Linked DNA regions of Mus musculus: all the other regions are linked to region 2. The links are chromatin contacts, called in public HiChIP or PLAC-seq maps. All regions are on one chromosome and are shown on one strand. Each heading gives the region's core, a stretch centred on a gene start, on an enhancer-like site or on the middle of the called end of the contact. The rest is flanking DNA. Distances are from core to core; before and after follow the strand shown.

Region 1 (4,110 bases), core at 462-2,961, 230 kb before region 2:
TCACAGATGAGCCTAGTTTTCTTCTTACCTCTCACTAACTTCGGGATATGAAATGAATATGACATTTAGACATGGATTATGACCAGGTTCAGAACTGCCCTCCAAATGAGGTCAGAAATTAATAAGAAATAATGAACTAGCTCCTTACATACCACACACCCACAGATTTAGTAAGAGTGCCTTTTTAAAAAATATTTTCAAATGTAAGGCTTTTTGGATTACTTTTGATGTAGTATTATACAAAAATCATAGAAATCAGCTGATTATGTATCCCTGTGAGGAACATGGTTTCAGTGTAGACTACCTATTTTACTGCTCTGGCCCCTTTTTCTATACTACCTTAGGGACACAGACCATACCCTTCAGTAATGTTTACAATTCCAATTCCTGGCAGCCTTGTGTACAGAAGGTGGGTAACTAGCATCAGTGTCGTGAGTATATAGGAAATTGCCTGCACCAGACCATGAAACAGCTACTGAGTACCACTGATGCTAAGCATAAAAGTCAGTACTCGGGGATTGTGAAATTAGATGGAGGAATTCAAGAAAATTCAGTTTTTGATTTTTATTTCTCTCTAGTAGTCTTTAAATTCAAGGGGTTAATAAAGAATAGTAAACATATTTGTATCTATAAATGCATTTTACATCATTTAACTCTACAAAACAAACACAACTTTCAACCTAATTTACCACAGCAGTGTGATAGTGGGGTCTCTGCTTAGCACAGACTTAGTAATCACACTCAGAACTAAGTAATTACTGAAAGCCATCTCAAAAGGTATTTTATAGTATATTTTATTCAATGAACTAGACTCTCTTTACAAGCTTGAGCTATAGATAATGTATTTACCATGGATTCTTCTGCCATGAAGAAGGCTAAGAGACTTCCTTTCTTCCTTATTCCTTTTTTGAAACAAATCTCACTATGTAGTCCTGGATTGCTAGAACTCACTAAGTGGACCAAGCTGGCCTCAAACTCACAGAGATCTGTCTGCCTGTCTCCTGAGTGCTGGGAGTAAAGGCACATACCACCACACTGGGTGAGAATGATCTTTCTATTCTCAATTTTTCAGCATGGACAAGCATCTCAGAAAATAAAACAAGAGTTGACTTCAGTTTTGTTTTATACAGTTGAGTCTATATAAGCACCCTAGAGAACACATGGAGAGGAGACAGAGAAAAGGGGGAACAACAACAATTTCATGGCTGAGTTCAATTATGACCTAAAACTAGAAACACATGTGCTACTTTTCAAGATGACTTCTGCATTCGATAGAAGAATAAAAATACTGCTCACCAGTACCATGTATTCATTAAATTGGGTTGGATAAGCAGCTATGGAATTCTGGAAATGCCTACTTGATGTCAATTAATAAAAAGGTTGTCTTTACAGAAGAAAATGTCAGCTCAAAAGGACTGATGTCCTTCTAAGCAGAGAGGGTTCTGTACTAGTTTACAATAAGTCAGAATTGTTCCATAGTCTTTAGACAAAGCAAACAGAATCATACGCAATTCTGGTGATAGAAAACTGCACAATATTTAATTACAGCACTGTGATGTCAATTACCCAGTAGTTGAGAAGAATATACTGCAAAACTGAACTGTAAGTCAAAACTATAAATAACTACAGTACAGATGGACTGTCACTAAAACTCTCAGCCATGAGATTCCACAGATATCCAGTCAGCAGGGTCTCCTGTCATCAAGAAATAACAGCAACAGAAGTAGTAACAGCTGGGGCAGCAGCAGGAGCAGAAGCAGAAACAGCAGCAGCTGAGGTAGCAGTGGCAACAATGTACATTTACTAAGTGCCTAGTTTCTCCAGTGCCAAATAATTTAAATGTTAAGGTGAATTATTTGAGTTAGTAACATGACCCACTGATTTCCTTCCATACATGGTTTCTACTTGTTTATAGCTGCCCTATAAAGAATTACTATGTTTCTTTTAGTGATAAGAAACCTGAGGCTTAACAAGGGCTAAATTTTACTGAAGCTACAGACTATTTAATTAGGATCTATGCCTGTGTCTGTCTACTTTATTTCAGGCATAAAATCCTTTCATAGCACCATCCATCACAATGATGCAGATAAAACAGATTTTTAGTGTGGAAGATTAAGATCACTAGGATCTCATATTTCAAAGATACAGAAAGGAGCAGTAAGCCTGTCTAGCTAGTCAAATACCAAGCTGGTAAGAGTACTGCTGCAGGAGGATCACAAAATCACAAGTGCATTCAAAGTATGAGATGGGTCATAAAGTAGTCAAGGATAAGGCAGTATAATTTAGTGGAAAATTGCGATAAAATTTAAATATCTAAAATGAACATAGAGCATTCATAAATATTTCCTCAAAATATAATGTAGTGCACTTAAATATACCAAAATCTAACGGTATGACAAACGTTCTACAACACTAACTTAGTATACAGGTTTAAAAAAGAGAATTGTCAGCAATGATTTTTGAAATAATATGGGTAGGCTAGAATGAAAAATGGGTTAAAAATCAGGAAGATTCATTTTCAGTAAAATGTAGACCAACATAAAACCATGGATGTTGACTTAACAACAGTAACAACCATATGGTCACTTTCATACTATCTCCTGTGTGTTATGTACTTTCAGAGACCATAAGCAATTCCTTTAATTCCCTCAAGCTCTATAAACAGGTTCTTCTGTGATTTACATTGTGAGGATGAGGATTCGGAGTAGAGAGGTCAGGTAACCTAACCAGAACCATTCACATATAAGAGAAAAAAAAAAGGTGGAACTCCAAACTCTACAATCCACTACAATATCTACACTCTACTACTTCATAGAAGCAGTTTAAGGGTCTGAGAAAGATTAATGTGGAGCTAGGAATCAAGTCTGGAAGCCACACAGGGAAGAAGTAGAACTTTATAAAGTAAAAAAATTAAAGAAAATTTAAAACATATGGTGTAAAGTCTAGAAATAAGTCTCAAAAGGATACTAAGGTAGCCATGCCCTTGCATAAAAGCATCCTTTGTACCTAAAGAGGCAGAAATAATTAATAATTGGTTTGCCTCTGTTATGCACAACTTTGATTTTATAAATATAACAAGGATATAATTTTTTCTAATAAGTGGGACAACATATATTCACTTGCTAGCATTTAATTATATACTACACCTTATATGCAATTCAGCATTTTCTAGGAATCTTAAACCAAGTACTAATATGATTTATTTTTTAATATCCAATGAAGAAAAATGATAAATTTATGTATTAGGAGATTACATGATTTATTAGATTTTAATAATAAATAAATAATAAACAATTAGAGATTAATGCCAAATAAATATTGAAAGATAGGTCAAAATTCTCTAAGATATTCACATACAGAATTTAAAAAAAAGAAAATCACATGAATGAATCTCCCCCCTATCTTTTTCTTTCATAGACAAGGTTTCACTATGTAGCCCTAGATGGCCTTGAAATCATTACATAGTTGGCCTGGACTCAGGGAGATCTACTTGCCTTTTTTACCTAAGTGCTAGGACTAAAACTACATTTAACTTATATTTCCTTGATTTGAAAAATTTTCCTCCAGACCATATATAAATTTTGGAAATGAACTAAACAGCACAGATATGGAGCCAGTCAGCGTTTATTTGTATACAAGAGGATACCCTTTATAAGAATACATATAGTATTAAACTGGTCCAAGTAAAATGGGCATTTAGTTTCTCAGTGTTCATCAAGAATTTCTGTTGGTATTTTTGGGAAGAGTGATATGCCAGATTCTGAATTCAACTCCTCTTAAGAAGAAGAAGAAGAAGAAGAAGAAGGAGAAGAAGAAGAAGAAGAAGAAGAAGAAGAAGAAGAAGAAGAAGAAGAAGAAGAAGAAGAAGAAGAAGAAGAAGAAGAAGAAGAAGAAGAAAAAGACACTTAGGCATAAGCAAGTTAGTATCCAGACCTTGTACTTCCTCTCCAAATCTGGATCTTTACTCCAATGTCATTGCCCTCAGTAGGATCTTTTCTAATCACCAAAACTAAAATGGCACCCGCACCCTTCTAAATCCCACTTTATATTTCCTTTAATCCTTGTTCTATACTTCATTTTTTTTCTCTAATATTGACCACACTCTAGCAT
Region 2 (4,253 bases), core at 834-3,333:
GCTAGGTGCTTATCAGTACCAACCCACAAGGAACTCACAATCTAATGACAAAACAACACACAAAATAAAATTGAATTTTCCACAATAGATATGAAAACCTTCCCCAGTCAGACTTTCAAAGTGAATCCTCTGATGTCCTCTAAAATAGCTGTGTGAGCAGTATAAGCTGCCTCTCCTTTGCCTTGGAAACAGCATACATCTCGCATGGTTTCATGCCACCCCTTCTTCTTGTAGTAATTATTTATCTCAATCAGGGGTTTCTACTCTGCTTTTGATCATTCAATTCTCAGACAAAAGACACACAACTTTTATATTTATAATGACCCTTTAATGTACTAGATCTGGTCAGATATCTACCTTCTAAGCTATTATGTCTACTTCCCTATCAATAACCCCGAGTTGTAACTTGCCACATTTCATCTGGCTGTCCTTAACTCCAAGTGGCCAGCTCTCATGGCCATGTTTTCATGATTCACCTACCCCATGGTGTGCTCTCTTCTCTCTACCTACTACCCTCTCCTCCTGGTTCCTGACTGGGAACCCCAAGCCCAAGAACCAAAACTCTGCCTATCTCTCTTCTGCTCATAGGCAGTGGGTATCTTTATTCACCAATCAGGGATAACTTGGGGACAAGGTTACCTAAGTGCAGATTCTCTCATCCCTGGGGGCAACCAGGCCAGTAGTTAGTATTACAATGCATAGCAGAAGACCAAACCTCAGCATCTTCCCTAGAGATTGTACCACAGAAATATGGCTTTACCAGTTACCTAATCAAATTTCCTGGTTGTTCTGTGACTGCTTTTTGCCTCACTTTTGTATACACCAAATTACGGATAACCAAACCCTGTTCATTTAATCAATGATGCTAGACTTGGCTCAGAACTGTTTGATTTATATTGGAAACATCATCAAAGATCAGATCTCTCCTTGCGAAGACTTTCTTCTTGTCTGTTTGATTTACTCTGGCTAGATCTTGAGTTTGGAAGATGACATTCATTTTTTTTTTTTATAGCATTTGCAAAAATGTTCTCAAAGACTTCAGCAAATTGCCTATTTGTATGTGGGTTAACCATCCGCTAGTCTTAGTTGGAAACGGGATCGTTATCATTTTTTAGGTGAAATCATGCTACTTTGTTTAGGATGGAGACACACTCCACAAGTTGCCAAAGCATGTATGTACCTAAGTGGGACTGGCTTTGGGGGTGAGTAGGCTACCATTAGTTCTGGAATGGTCTATACGGAGGTCCCACATATAAACCTTAATTTGCTTCTCTGGTTGGACAGCTCTGGTTGCAGTAAGTACAGCAATGGCACATTTAACTATCTTCTTTATATGAACTTCTGAGGCCAACGGCTCCTTCTTACAGTCAGGATACTCAAGAGTTGGCCACTGTCTTCAATTCGTTTCTTTGGATGCTTGTCTCGAGTGTTTCTTCTGCTTGGGCCTGGCTGGTCTTCTCTGTGCTCGCAGACCTCAACACAATCACCTTAGCTTCCCCTCAAGTAAACCTTAACTTCCAAGGCCGAATTTTTCCCCTTTTTCTTTGGGGCTTCTTCAGGCCAAGTTCGGAACTTGCTCATCAAGACTTAACTTCCTGGGGCTGTCTCTCTGGTTACAGCAAAGGCCAGGCGCAATCCTTTCCCAGAACTTGGTGTTGCAGCGCGGGGCTCAGGTGGGACGGCACGCTCAGGTGAGCAAGCTGATGAGCGCGGCGTGAGGGGCTTTGCGCTTTTCCCACAGAGTCCGCCCACCACAGCTGCGGCTCCACAGCCGGCCTCGCCTCCCGCGTCCGGCGTGGCTGAGCTCCGGAATGGCTGCGGGTGGCAGATCCAGATGCTGCCCAGCTGCGTCCCCGTCGCGGCACTTCGGGGCGCAGTGAGCTTGAGGAGACGGCCGCCGCCCGCCGTGGGCTTTGTCCGTCCGCCGCTCCGCCCCGCCCCGTGCCTCCCCGCCCCCTCCGCGGTCCCACTTCCTCGGCGCGGGAGGCGGGAGCGCGCCGGGCAGCGAGGGGTTAAGCCGACGCGCTTGAGGCGCGGAGGGATCCGGAGGCGAGCGGAGCTCGGTGCTGAGGCCGCCTCAGCGGAAAAAAAAAAAAATGTCCGCCTGAGGAGACCCACAAGTTCTATCGGGGGGACAGCCAGCCCGCCCGGGGAGCCACGGGCGGCTAAGCCCGAGAGCCGCCCGAGTCGCGCCGACTCAAGCACTCGCGGGGGCCCGAGGCAACGCAGCCGCCGGCGGCGCGTGGGGAGGGGGAAAGCCTGAGCCCGCGCTCCCGGCCAAAGTGAACTTTAATCGGGAAGGTTGGATGCGGAGCCCGGGCGGCAGGTAACCGCGGGCGGCGGGCGGGACGTGCGGAACTCAGGTCCCTTTGTACGGCGCGGAGCCCGGGGCCGCGTCCAAGTTGCGGCGCGCGGCGGGGCGGAGGCGCGAGCTGCGGGGTCCAGGCCCGGGCAGCGGCGCTCGGCCTGCGCGGCGCTCGGGGCTCGGCGCTCGGGGCCGGGGAGCCGCCGAGCCCGCCTCATTGTTCCGCGAGTCCGGGGCAGGGCGGCCCAAGTGGGAGGTGGAGGCCGGGCGGGAGTTTGCGGGGCGCGGACGCGCGTGGGGCGCTCTCAACCAAGCCGGGGACCCCCGCTGGGGACGTCCGGGCCGCAGACGCGGGCCTGCGAGCGGCGCGCTCCCCGCAACTTGTCAGCTCTATTGTTGCTGAGCGAGTGAGTCACTTGGTCTCCGGGTCGCCGCCGCTTTCTCGCTCCCTCGCTGGGCGCGGGCTCGCTCCGTACTCCTCCCCGGGGGCACCCCGAAGCCGAGCCACCTTGGAAACTTGCGGGAGCCACGGAGCCACGCGTGGGCTCCCGTGTCGGAGCGGCTTCCGTCACTGTCCTTCGGGTATGCGTGGGGATCTGGCGTGTCGCTCGGCGCCCCCCACCCCGAGCGCTGCCTCTCTCTCTCTCTCTCTCTCTCTCTCTCTCTCTCTCTCTCTCTCTCTCTCTCTCTCTCTCTCCCTCTCTCTCCTTCTCACGTCGAGCGTCCGGGTGTCCGCGGCTCAGCCTGTCTTCTCTGCCTTAGGACCTGCTAGAAGTGGCTGAAGATGAATCCCCAGCAGCAGCGCATGGCCGCGATAGGGACCGACAAGGAGCTGAGCGACCTGCTGGACTTCAGTGCGGTATGAGAGCTTTCCTCCGCATCTTGGGGTTCTGCTGAGGTTTCCCGAGATCGGGAGCAAGAGAGAAAAGGGGGGAAAGCGACATGGCAGCGGGCAACTCCATCTGCTTTTCAGCGCTAGTTCTCAGGGCTGGAGTCCAGCTCCCCCAAGTTGGACACCTGAACTTTGATGTAATGTCTAGACTTGCAGATTTCAAACTTTAATGCCAGAGGGGTCATTTGATTTAACTAGTTAAAAGAAGAACAATGTAATCATGAGCTCTGGTTGAGTCACTCCCTTCTGATAATTATTAGAGATTTTAGACTTTATATGAAAGAAAAAAAATATTTTTTTTCCTGAAGACTTCTCAGCATTTCCCTCCCCACGACTTCATTTAGCCTGTGGTACCTGAGAGATGCCAGCTTCAAAAAAGCCAACCCCAGCGCTAGAATTCCCAGCCTTGTGAGCTGACTGCTTTAAGTATACATATGCCGTCTGCATATGTAATATGGAAAATGATTTAAAAATAAAAGGTGAAGCTATAGAGCCCATTGCCCTTATTTCTTACTAATGGATTGAATTTCAACGTTAACTGCTCCTAGAAGGCAGGGCCAATACCTGCTGTATTAGAACTGTTATTATCTTTCCTGTATGTGGTAATTTCATCGGACATGATTCTGATTGCAAGTGCTTATTAAGTAATGTTAATGTAATGAGAATCACTTAGGGCCAAAGTGAAGATCATGGGTAAAAATTTACTGTTTAAACTTAATTATCTTGTAATCTTGCCTGTGGCTGGGTTTTCATAGCAAATGTCACCGGTTCTCTCAAGCAATATTAGTAAATAATATCACTTGTTATTGCCAGCCTTGGTCTGAATGGGTCTTCCATTTTTATTTCAAATTCTCTATGAAAATTAGGAACCTAATTGATGACACTTGGTGAACTTTTCTTTGCAAGGAATATAGAAGAATTTTAAGATTAATAGGTACATTTGGGTTATTTTGCAGATGTTTTCTCCACCTGTTAATAGTGGGAAAACGAGACCAACAACACTGGGAAGTAGTCAGTTCAGCGGGTCAGGTAAGACGATGTTGAAAATCAGAAATT
Region 3 (4,080 bases), core at 658-3,157, 230 kb after region 2:
TCTCAAGAAAACCCTGTAAGGTTGGCATTATCATCCCCACATTATATTTGTGGGAACTGAGGTTTAAAGGTTAAGTGACTTGAGCTCAAAAGATTTAAGTAGTTTGCCCTAGGGATCACTAGCTAGAAGGGGAGAGCTCATATACCGTAGGACCCACATGGAACTAGCCTCAGGCTGCCCTTCTCCACTGCTTTATGTGTCTAGGAAGTTGTGCTATAGGGATTGCCTTAGAGGTGTGCAAAATAACTAAAGAGAGTTGTCTCTACCTTTTTTTTCTTTTTCCCCACTGAAGAAAACTTGTGTAGGAAGAAATTTTCTTGGGTATTTGATTGTCATGCCATGTTGAGCCTGCTCATCTTAGAAGATCCAACAGCAGATAGTTCATGCACATGTAAAGGAACAAGTAGCATTTGACTACTAATATTAAGGAAATTTTAAAAATAAAACCTCCATTTGGGAGTTATTTTGTTTTTCTGAGAAAAATATATGTAAAAAAACTATGGTATAAACACACAGAACTTTGTAATGTTCTCAGTGGTCTTTCAAGCTTCCTTTAGTTACTCTGGCATCCTTGATTTTCCTTCCATATTATGAACAGCATGCTAGAGAAACTAGGATGGCATTTGGAGAAAAAAGTCCAGATTTACTATGAGTGGAGGCCAGGAAGAAATGTTTAATCTAGCTAGTGGGTGGGCTTTGGTTGTCATGGAAACTCATCTCTGTCATCCTGTGTTGTTACTAAGCGGGAACAGCCAGGTCATTCCATAAATCATTTCTGTCATAGTTGAGAGTGATACATTCCATCTGGTCCATCACTGCAGACCCTCATGTGCACACTTCCTGTCCCTTCAGCCTCCCCCTACTTCTCCAACAGCATTGTTTCTTCAGCTTTCCTTACAGACTCACATTCACATTAATAATGTTTAGTTTTTAAAATATACTAAAAAACAAAAACAGTAATTGGAAGAATTAGGAGAAATGAGAGAAAGAAACTTAGGGAGGATTACATGTGCGAATCTGAATGCATATCAGAATTTTATGTTAAGTATTACAAATGGTTAGAATGTGGTGTCTCTAATATAATAATAGCATCTATTTTTGATGGGAAAATACCACTGTTGTCATTAGAAGTTAATTCTAGTTCCCTAGTTGCTTTAGAAGGTCTTTCATGTGTGAAACACCAGAGGGTACAACCTTTGTTCTTCAGTTTAGGTTTTAAAGAACACGCAGAATGCTGCGTGATTAAACATGTAAGGCCAGATAATGCGTTTGCAAAGGTTCTTTTATTTTAGGTTTAAGCCTGGATAATTGTGGTCTTAATCTCAGGATAGCAAGAAAGAGAATTGTACATGAAGGTATTTACACAAAGTCCCCAAAGCCCTATGGATTGTGCACTAGTTTAGATAATAGACGTGGGTAGATAGAAGGAAAGGAAAAATCTGTGTGTCCCTGAACATTTGCCAGACAATCACCCTTTAAGACTGTGCCCATGGAGAGTTATATGCAGGAAGAAACATCTGGTTTATTTCAGGGCCTAATACCATATCAAAACATTCAGTCTTTAATTTAGAAGAGATCAAACGAGAAGACTGTTTAACTTTGTTGATTATATCAGACTTCTTTGTGATAATTTATGTTTTGATTTCTATGAGCCAGGGAGGGAAGAAGAGAGGGAGAATGTGTGCGTTTTAATCTAGATAGTTAAATGGTCAGTAGTCCCTAACAAAAGAAAAGAAAATCCAGGGAAGTTGATGTTTAGAAGTAATTCATGAAATAAGTTTCTTTGTTCCTTAGACTCAATAACATTAGCATAATAAAGATTAACTGAAATGTCCAAAAGCTTCAGTGTTTAAAACCTTGGACTCTGCCTTCCAGGGTTGGGCCTGGAGCTCTCCATTGTTTCTGTTTGTCTGAAGCTCCTTTCATTAGCCTCTGGCTTTATTGGCACCCTACTGATTGGAATAGACCATGACTGATAGGAGGAGGAGCCTCATTTGTTGCAGTAAAATGAGGAATATTACCGTTTAAGTCTGGCAGAAGGTACTGGGAGTTATTCATCATTGGCCATTTAACTATGAGTGCCTGTGGGCTGCATGTAAAATGAGCTCTGACTTTGTTCCTGCCCCAAACTCTAGCCACTACCACCTCCGTTTTTAACGTGACTTTTTTCTTCCTTAAACACCAATATTCAATAAACACTAATTTTTCTTCCTTAAACACCAGAAAATAGAGAGAAAAATCTTCATTTAGAATGGTCTTTGCCAAAAAAGTCTGATATTTAGGATTTCTAAAGAAATCACGATTTTTATGAAATAATGTGATTCAGTTGTTTTGGTGATGGAATGAGCCTGCAGAGATACAGGCTGGTGAAGTGATCTGCCATCAGAAAGGCTTCTGTGTACCGGTATTGCTCTGCCACTCTTCCTCCCACATATGTCCTCTCTTTATGAGAGTAAGAAGTATAAACTCTGCTTTCTTCCACATAAAGGAACTCTAACCAGCATTTGACATACTTAGGGATTGCTTCATTGGAAGGGCAGAGCTGAAGAATTGGCAGTCCATTCACGCCCTAGAAAGCCTGTGCCTACCTAAGTGTGAGATACACATAGCCTAGAACATTAACATTAATTCTCAGCAATCATAGAACCTCAAGACATAATTGTTCTCAAAGTTTATGCCATTTTGTAGATTTGGAGTGAAGTCTATAACAAGCTCTTTCATTTTCTTGTTTCTGTTTTTTGATCCCCATTAACTAAATACTAAGGTAAAAATCTGTTATTTAAAGAATCTTTTTACTGATAATTATTATAGCAAATTTCACATGCAGTTTATCACTTATTAAAGTCCCAACACCGGGAAAACAAACAAATGGATGCCCAGGGCTTGGCCAGCTAGAGAGTCAGGCCAGTGAGAGATCCTGTCTCAAAAATAGGGTGGACAACTCCTAGGGAACAACGCCTGAGATTGTCCTCTGGCCTCCACACACATGCATACACAGATTTAAAACAGTGTGAAAATGATGCATATTTATCCCAGAAACTGAGAATTGTGAATACTGGTGTGTAGAGAGAGAAAGGGGGGGCAAAGAAAAGGGGGAGCACAGCCAAAATAAAGAAGAGAAGAGGAAAGAAAGCAGAGTAGTGACTCAGAGTTGAGATGTGACCTACTCAGCCTGTCAAGTGATGAAGCCAGCAGCCAGTGTGAGGCAGGGGACAGTGAGAGTCGGTTCAGGAGTCATTCACCAGGGTCTGTAAACATAGGAAGGTCATAACCAGGCTTAAACTGCTAGTAACTAGAGAAGAAAAGGGGACTGAGGACTCTGAAACCTTTAAGGGAACTGGAGAGTAGGAGCGATGGGACATAGGTAAGCCTGAGGCCTAGAACTCATTCCAGTAGAAATTCCTAGCACAGGCTCTTCATTTCTACCATTGCAAGTCATTATTAGCACAGTAGTGACTAGGCAAGTCTTTGAGAGTAGGAGACACAAGCACAAAGAGGGCAGGCTGCCATGGAGGGTGATTCCCCAACGCTTTCACAGTTGATTCTCACAGTGAGGAGTAATGGCAGGCAGGCAGTGCAGACTAATCCGTGAGTGTGGTTGGTTTTGTGACTGTTTTCTCACTTATCTGCACCTCCCTCATCAATGCTGTATTATATACTTAATGAATGAGCACTAGTTGCTCATAAAAGGTACATTTGATTCCTGAAGATAAGAAACAGTGATTGACAACTATAAAGATGTTGAGACATGTTTGTAAAAGTTTTAGTGTCCTTTGAGAGAAAGCTTAATTTTCACAATATACATTTCTTGGGGCTAAAACAGACAAGTAACTTTTTAAAGGACGAAGGGGTAACTATTATGTTTTCTTTGGTTAGCTTTTTAGAAAGGAGAACTTAGAAAACTTTTTTCAAAGGTACACAAACACCCATACCCACTCCCCTCCCCTCCCATTCTCTCCAATCCTCCTCTCTACCTCACTTCCAGACGGTTTCCTGGCTGCCCTATCCGGAACTTGATTAACTCTGTAGTCCAGGCTGGCCTCAAACTCAAAGATTCATCTGCCTCTGCCTCCCAAGTTC
Region 4 (3,669 bases), core at 917-3,416, 200 kb after region 2:
CATGTTTTGAAGTTTTAAAAAATATGGAGTTTATTTTACATCAGTATTCCCTAACAGTGAATGCTTCTGAAAATCCTGAATTTGACCCATTATTTATTTGTGTATGGTTGAAAAGCTGTGTGTATCACTTTTTAAAAAGATAATTTAGAAAAGTTATAAATTTTATACACAAGGAAAATTAGAATACCAAGTTAGGCAAATGAAAATTTTCTGTTCATTTATATTAATTTATCTTCCAAATTCTTTGGATCTAGAGCTATGAGCTCAGCAGATACGAGAGTATACTGCTCTTGCAAAGGAACCAAATGTAGTCTCACACCATGTGGCAGCTTATAACCATCTGTATGAAATTCAAGCTCCAGAAAGTTCAGCATCCTCTTCTGGACTTAGTGTCCACAGGTACCTGTACTTAAACATTCACCTGCGCTCACACATCCACATGTACATGTTTGTGTGCGCTCACACATACACTCACACACAAGCACTTTAAAGCAAAATAAGAGATATACTTTCTCTGTGTGTTCATTTCCTGGAAAGGAATAAAAGTCCCAATTGTACCTTAGTGCTGAAGTTCCAGTTTTACTCACATATTACCAAAGTAAATGCCATAATACTAGATGTGTATCTTGGCTTTATTCCATCGCTTGTATAGCATGTCATGATGTTATTGTAACCTTAGTTTTCATTCCTTAAATTTTATTTCAAATTTTATACATAGTATTTGTAATACAGCATTTGATGTTATTAAGGGGTTTTTGTTGTTGCTGTCGTCGTCGTCATCGTCGTTGCTTAAGTTTTTTAAATATCCCTTTAAGCCTAGCTCTTCATCTGATACAGTTTGTCTGTTAAGAAAGTGTGCTGTTGGCCTGTTGCACAGAGTTTCACCTCAAGTGAACTGACATGTGTGACGTCTTTAAACGCTCCTGGCATAACAGGCTCTAAAGGTGTTCTTTCTCCTTCACTTTTTGTGGTATTGGTGTGCTTTTCTTCTTGCTTTACTCCATTTATTGTTACCTTTCAAACTTAGAAGAAGAGCCAGGACTGTCATTCTTGTCTTCCCAGGCTCAGGTGCAGTATTAGGAAAAGAGAAACCATGGGGGTCTGGGGGAGTTTCCTGTTCATTGGAAGTCTGGATTTTTCCCCTAATGTAAATGCTAATGAAACATTTTGTTTTCCATGTTCAGATCCTTTACAAGCGAAGAAAGTAAGAAAGGTGCCTCCTGGCCTACCTTCTTCTGTAAGTATTCTCTTCTTTTGTTTTAATTTGATGTTCAATAAATTGATGTCAAGTATTGAGTATTTACTTGTTACAAGAATGGATTCAATTGGTGCCAGTGGGCATACTTTACATAGTAACTGTTCATTGCTTTAACAAAATCATTGATTGAGATAAATCCACACTTAAGGTTCAGCTTTTTGTTTTCTGTGCAGTGATTTGTAGCTTACTCATATGCTGTCACTCCCTGTCTCTGTCATTTGAATTCCCCTCTTGGGAAGAAGACTAGGCCTGTAGCTGTCAAAGAAGATCTCCTCTGCAGGTCTTTTGATGTTTAATTAGTCATTATGTTGCTGAACAGGAGGACAGACAGAGATTAATAGCTGAGAATCTTAGAAATTTACATTTGTAATAATCCCAATGGAGCTAAAGACATTAAGATTCGGAGGACATGTTCGGCTCAGCTTGCCTCAGTAGGACTGAGGTTATTAATATGCATAAATCACCAAGTCAGACGTTCATTCTGAAGCCCTTGTGGATTTTAAAGCCTTCATTAAGCCTTTCCCAACTTCAGGCTAACATCAGGAAAGCTTTCACGCAACTAGTTTGTTGATTCCCTACTTTCTCAAAAATGTATCCTTTGAGAATAAAGAGCTTTGATGCAGGAGGCTGGGAGAGGTTGGTAAAACAATCATTAATGGCTATAGTAACCTAATACTGTAGGAGTGTTTGTGCTCTTAATATCCTTGCTCTTTGAAGCAGTAGAAGTATTTGTAGATAAACTTACATTATTAATCCACCCATACTTTAAAAACCTCTGGTGAGAAGGGAAAGGGTTTTCTTTCTTCTCTCTGTGTAGAACAAATGCTCAGCGAGACTGTTAGATTGAGGCCCTGTGCCTTGAAGGCTACATTCTTTGTTGTGTAAATGGATGCTAGGCTTTTATTGGGCAATACTTAACACATGGGCGCAGGTGCTGCCAGATGAGTCACAGCTCATCAGAGTTTGGACTGAATGGAATGCCCTGCTTGACAAGTAGCAATCTAGAAGGGGCAGCATGGGCCTGAGCTTTTTATTTTTTTTTAAAGGGTAAAGGACAGAAATCATCTTTTGGTTGTTTGCATTCCATCTCTGTTATGTCCTGCCCCCTTTTTCTGAAAAGTCGAATTGAAATCTTTGAAACTCAATTCCAGATGGATCTGAGTTTTATAAAGCATAGGGCAGCTGTACTCTGAACCTGCAGCCTACCTGGAAGGTTGAATTGCAGCTGCAAGCATCCTAAACGCTTTTGCTTGCTTAAGCACATGGTCCCACTAGAGGCTGAATAGCTGCTTGATAAACAAAATGAACAATGCCTCAAATCATTATTCCTGAAGACAGGAATTTCAGCAGCAGCTAAAAATAGTTGTACGATTTACATTTTAAAAGTTATGTGCTGTACAAAGATAGGTAGACAGTATAACCTAACAGAAATCATACTCATGTAGACAGTACTGCAAAAACATGGAGCAGTGTGATTTCTTATAATACTATAATTCTGTGAAAATAGTAAGTTAGATTACATATTAATATTAGCAGAACCATACAGCTTTAAAAACAAACTAATAAGTAAAAAGATTCCCACATTTATTCTTGGTCTGGCATTAGTTTTAAGAAATAAGGTTAATTGTCAGTATTTCATAGTTACTTCATTTTTTAAAACAACTGAGCTAAATGGATAGAGGAGCCTGAAAAGACACTTTGCAGAGAAAGCCCTTTGTCCTTACATTTTTAAATATAACATCACTTATTACTTTAAGATAGTTTCTCTGTATTGTTTTGTGTTCAGGAAAGGAAAAACTACTGAATTTTGATGAACCTTTAGAATGATTAGGAAATTTTTAAGACAAGCTTTCTTAAGTATTATATTTCTCCAGCTTCTTTGGTATACACCTTTAATTACAGTCAGAGAGAGTTATATATATGAGTTGGGGGCCAGCCTGGTCTTCATAGGGAATTCCAGGCCAAATAAGGCTGTGTAGTGAAACCCTCTCTCAGACGCACACGCACACGCATATATGTCTGTGTATACCAGTGAGCATGGTAGTGTATATGCTTATAATCTCAACACTTGGGAGACTAAAACAGGATTGCTGTATATTCTATGCCAGCCTGGGCTGTCTTGCAAGACCCTGTCTAAATAAAACAATAAATAAAGAAAATTATATTTTTCTATTTGACTGCTTATAATGAATATACAGTTTTGCAAATCTTTGATGTTGAGAATCATAAAAGAAGTGAGAGCAAAAAAAGACCATGAATGTACATGTTCTGTTTCATGATGATTTGAATAATGAGTATCATACTTCCAAAACTAAAAATTTAGCCAAATGTTCAGATTTCAAATGGGCCAACAGGTAAAAAGAACAGAAGTGTGAAAACCAATGTTTTGTCTAAATTTAGAAGTGAAGCTT

Evidence for each region. HiChIP or PLAC-seq counts read pairs in DNA pulled down with a chosen protein or histone mark.
Region 1: an H3K4me3 HiChIP or PLAC-seq map of bone marrow-derived macrophages shows a contact between it and region 2, with 3 times the contacts expected there. The contact joins the enhancer-like site here to the promoter of Tcf12 in region 2. A contact is called at or near these places in 11 of 39 promoter capture datasets (the 3T3-L1 cell line, 3T3-L1-derived adipocytes, the C10 cell line and 6 more), 6 of 115 datasets of contacts at active chromatin or transcription factors (the SCID.adh cell line, T-cell acute lymphoblastic leukemia, bone marrow-derived macrophages and 3 more) and 2 of 9 other capture datasets (adipose tissue and pancreatic islet).
Region 3: a contact with region 2 is called in an H3K4me3 HiChIP or PLAC-seq map of neural tube, with 4 times the contacts expected there. The contact joins the enhancer-like site here to the promoter of Tcf12 in region 2. A contact is called at or near these places in 10 of 39 promoter capture datasets (the C10 cell line, the HPC-7 cell line, the SN4741 cell line and 7 more), 11 of 484 Hi-C or Micro-C datasets (the C10 cell line, Th1 cells, cortical glia and 6 more), 28 of 115 datasets of contacts at active chromatin or transcription factors (the 230-238 cell line, the SCID.adh cell line, SST interneurons and 24 more) and 3 of 9 other capture datasets (adipose tissue, liver and pancreatic islet).
Region 4: an H3K27ac HiChIP or PLAC-seq map of differentiating embryonic stem cells shows a contact between it and region 2, with 2.6 times the contacts expected there. The contact joins the enhancer-like site here to the promoter of Tcf12 in region 2. A contact is called at or near these places in 17 of 39 promoter capture datasets (the 3T3-L1 cell line, 3T3-L1-derived adipocytes, the C10 cell line and 13 more), 2 of 15 datasets of contacts at CTCF or cohesin (large pre-B cells and pro-B cells), 2 of 484 Hi-C or Micro-C datasets (cranial neural crest and nephron progenitors), 25 of 115 datasets of contacts at active chromatin or transcription factors (the 230-238 cell line, DN3 thymocytes, the SCID.adh cell line and 19 more) and 4 of 9 other capture datasets (adipose tissue, embryonic stem cells, liver and 1 more).

What each region holds. Positions count from the first base shown.
Region 1 is chr9:72,341,657-72,345,766 of GRCm38.p6, reverse strand. The region is part of intron 19 of Zfp280d (zinc finger protein 280D); the gene reads right to left. Among named protein-coding and RNA genes, the nearest start is that of Gm27230, 47 kb to the left of the region's middle. Within about 2 kb of position 1,711, at least 10 of the 459 cell types and tissues checked have an H3K27ac peak or open chromatin away from gene starts, as enhancers often do.
Region 2 is chr9:72,109,649-72,113,901 of GRCm38.p6, reverse strand. It overlaps Tcf12 (transcription factor 12), which reads left to right and starts at 2,083. Exons shown (of 21, transcript NM_011544.3): 1 at 2,083-2,326; 2 at 3,068-3,164; 3 at 4,154-4,226. The coding sequence starts at 3,090.
Region 3 is chr9:71,877,493-71,881,572 of GRCm38.p6, reverse strand. The region is part of intron 12 of Tcf12 (transcription factor 12); the gene reads left to right. Among named protein-coding and RNA genes, the nearest start is that of Cgnl1, 110 kb to the right of the region's middle. Within about 2 kb of position 1,907, at least 62 of the 459 cell types and tissues checked have an H3K27ac peak or open chromatin away from gene starts, as enhancers often do. A contact at or near this core is called in adipose tissue, embryonic basal ganglia, embryonic brain and 7 more, where this site is marked.
Region 4 is chr9:71,914,573-71,918,241 of GRCm38.p6, reverse strand. It overlaps Tcf12 (transcription factor 12), which reads left to right. Exons shown (of 21, transcript NM_011544.3): 8 at 1,185-1,237. Among named protein-coding and RNA genes, the nearest start is that of Cgnl1, 140 kb to the right of the region's middle. Within about 2 kb of position 2,166, at least 53 of the 459 cell types and tissues checked have an H3K27ac peak or open chromatin away from gene starts, as enhancers often do. A contact at or near this core is called in differentiating embryonic stem cells, embryonic limb bud, epiblast stem cells and 2 more, where this site is marked.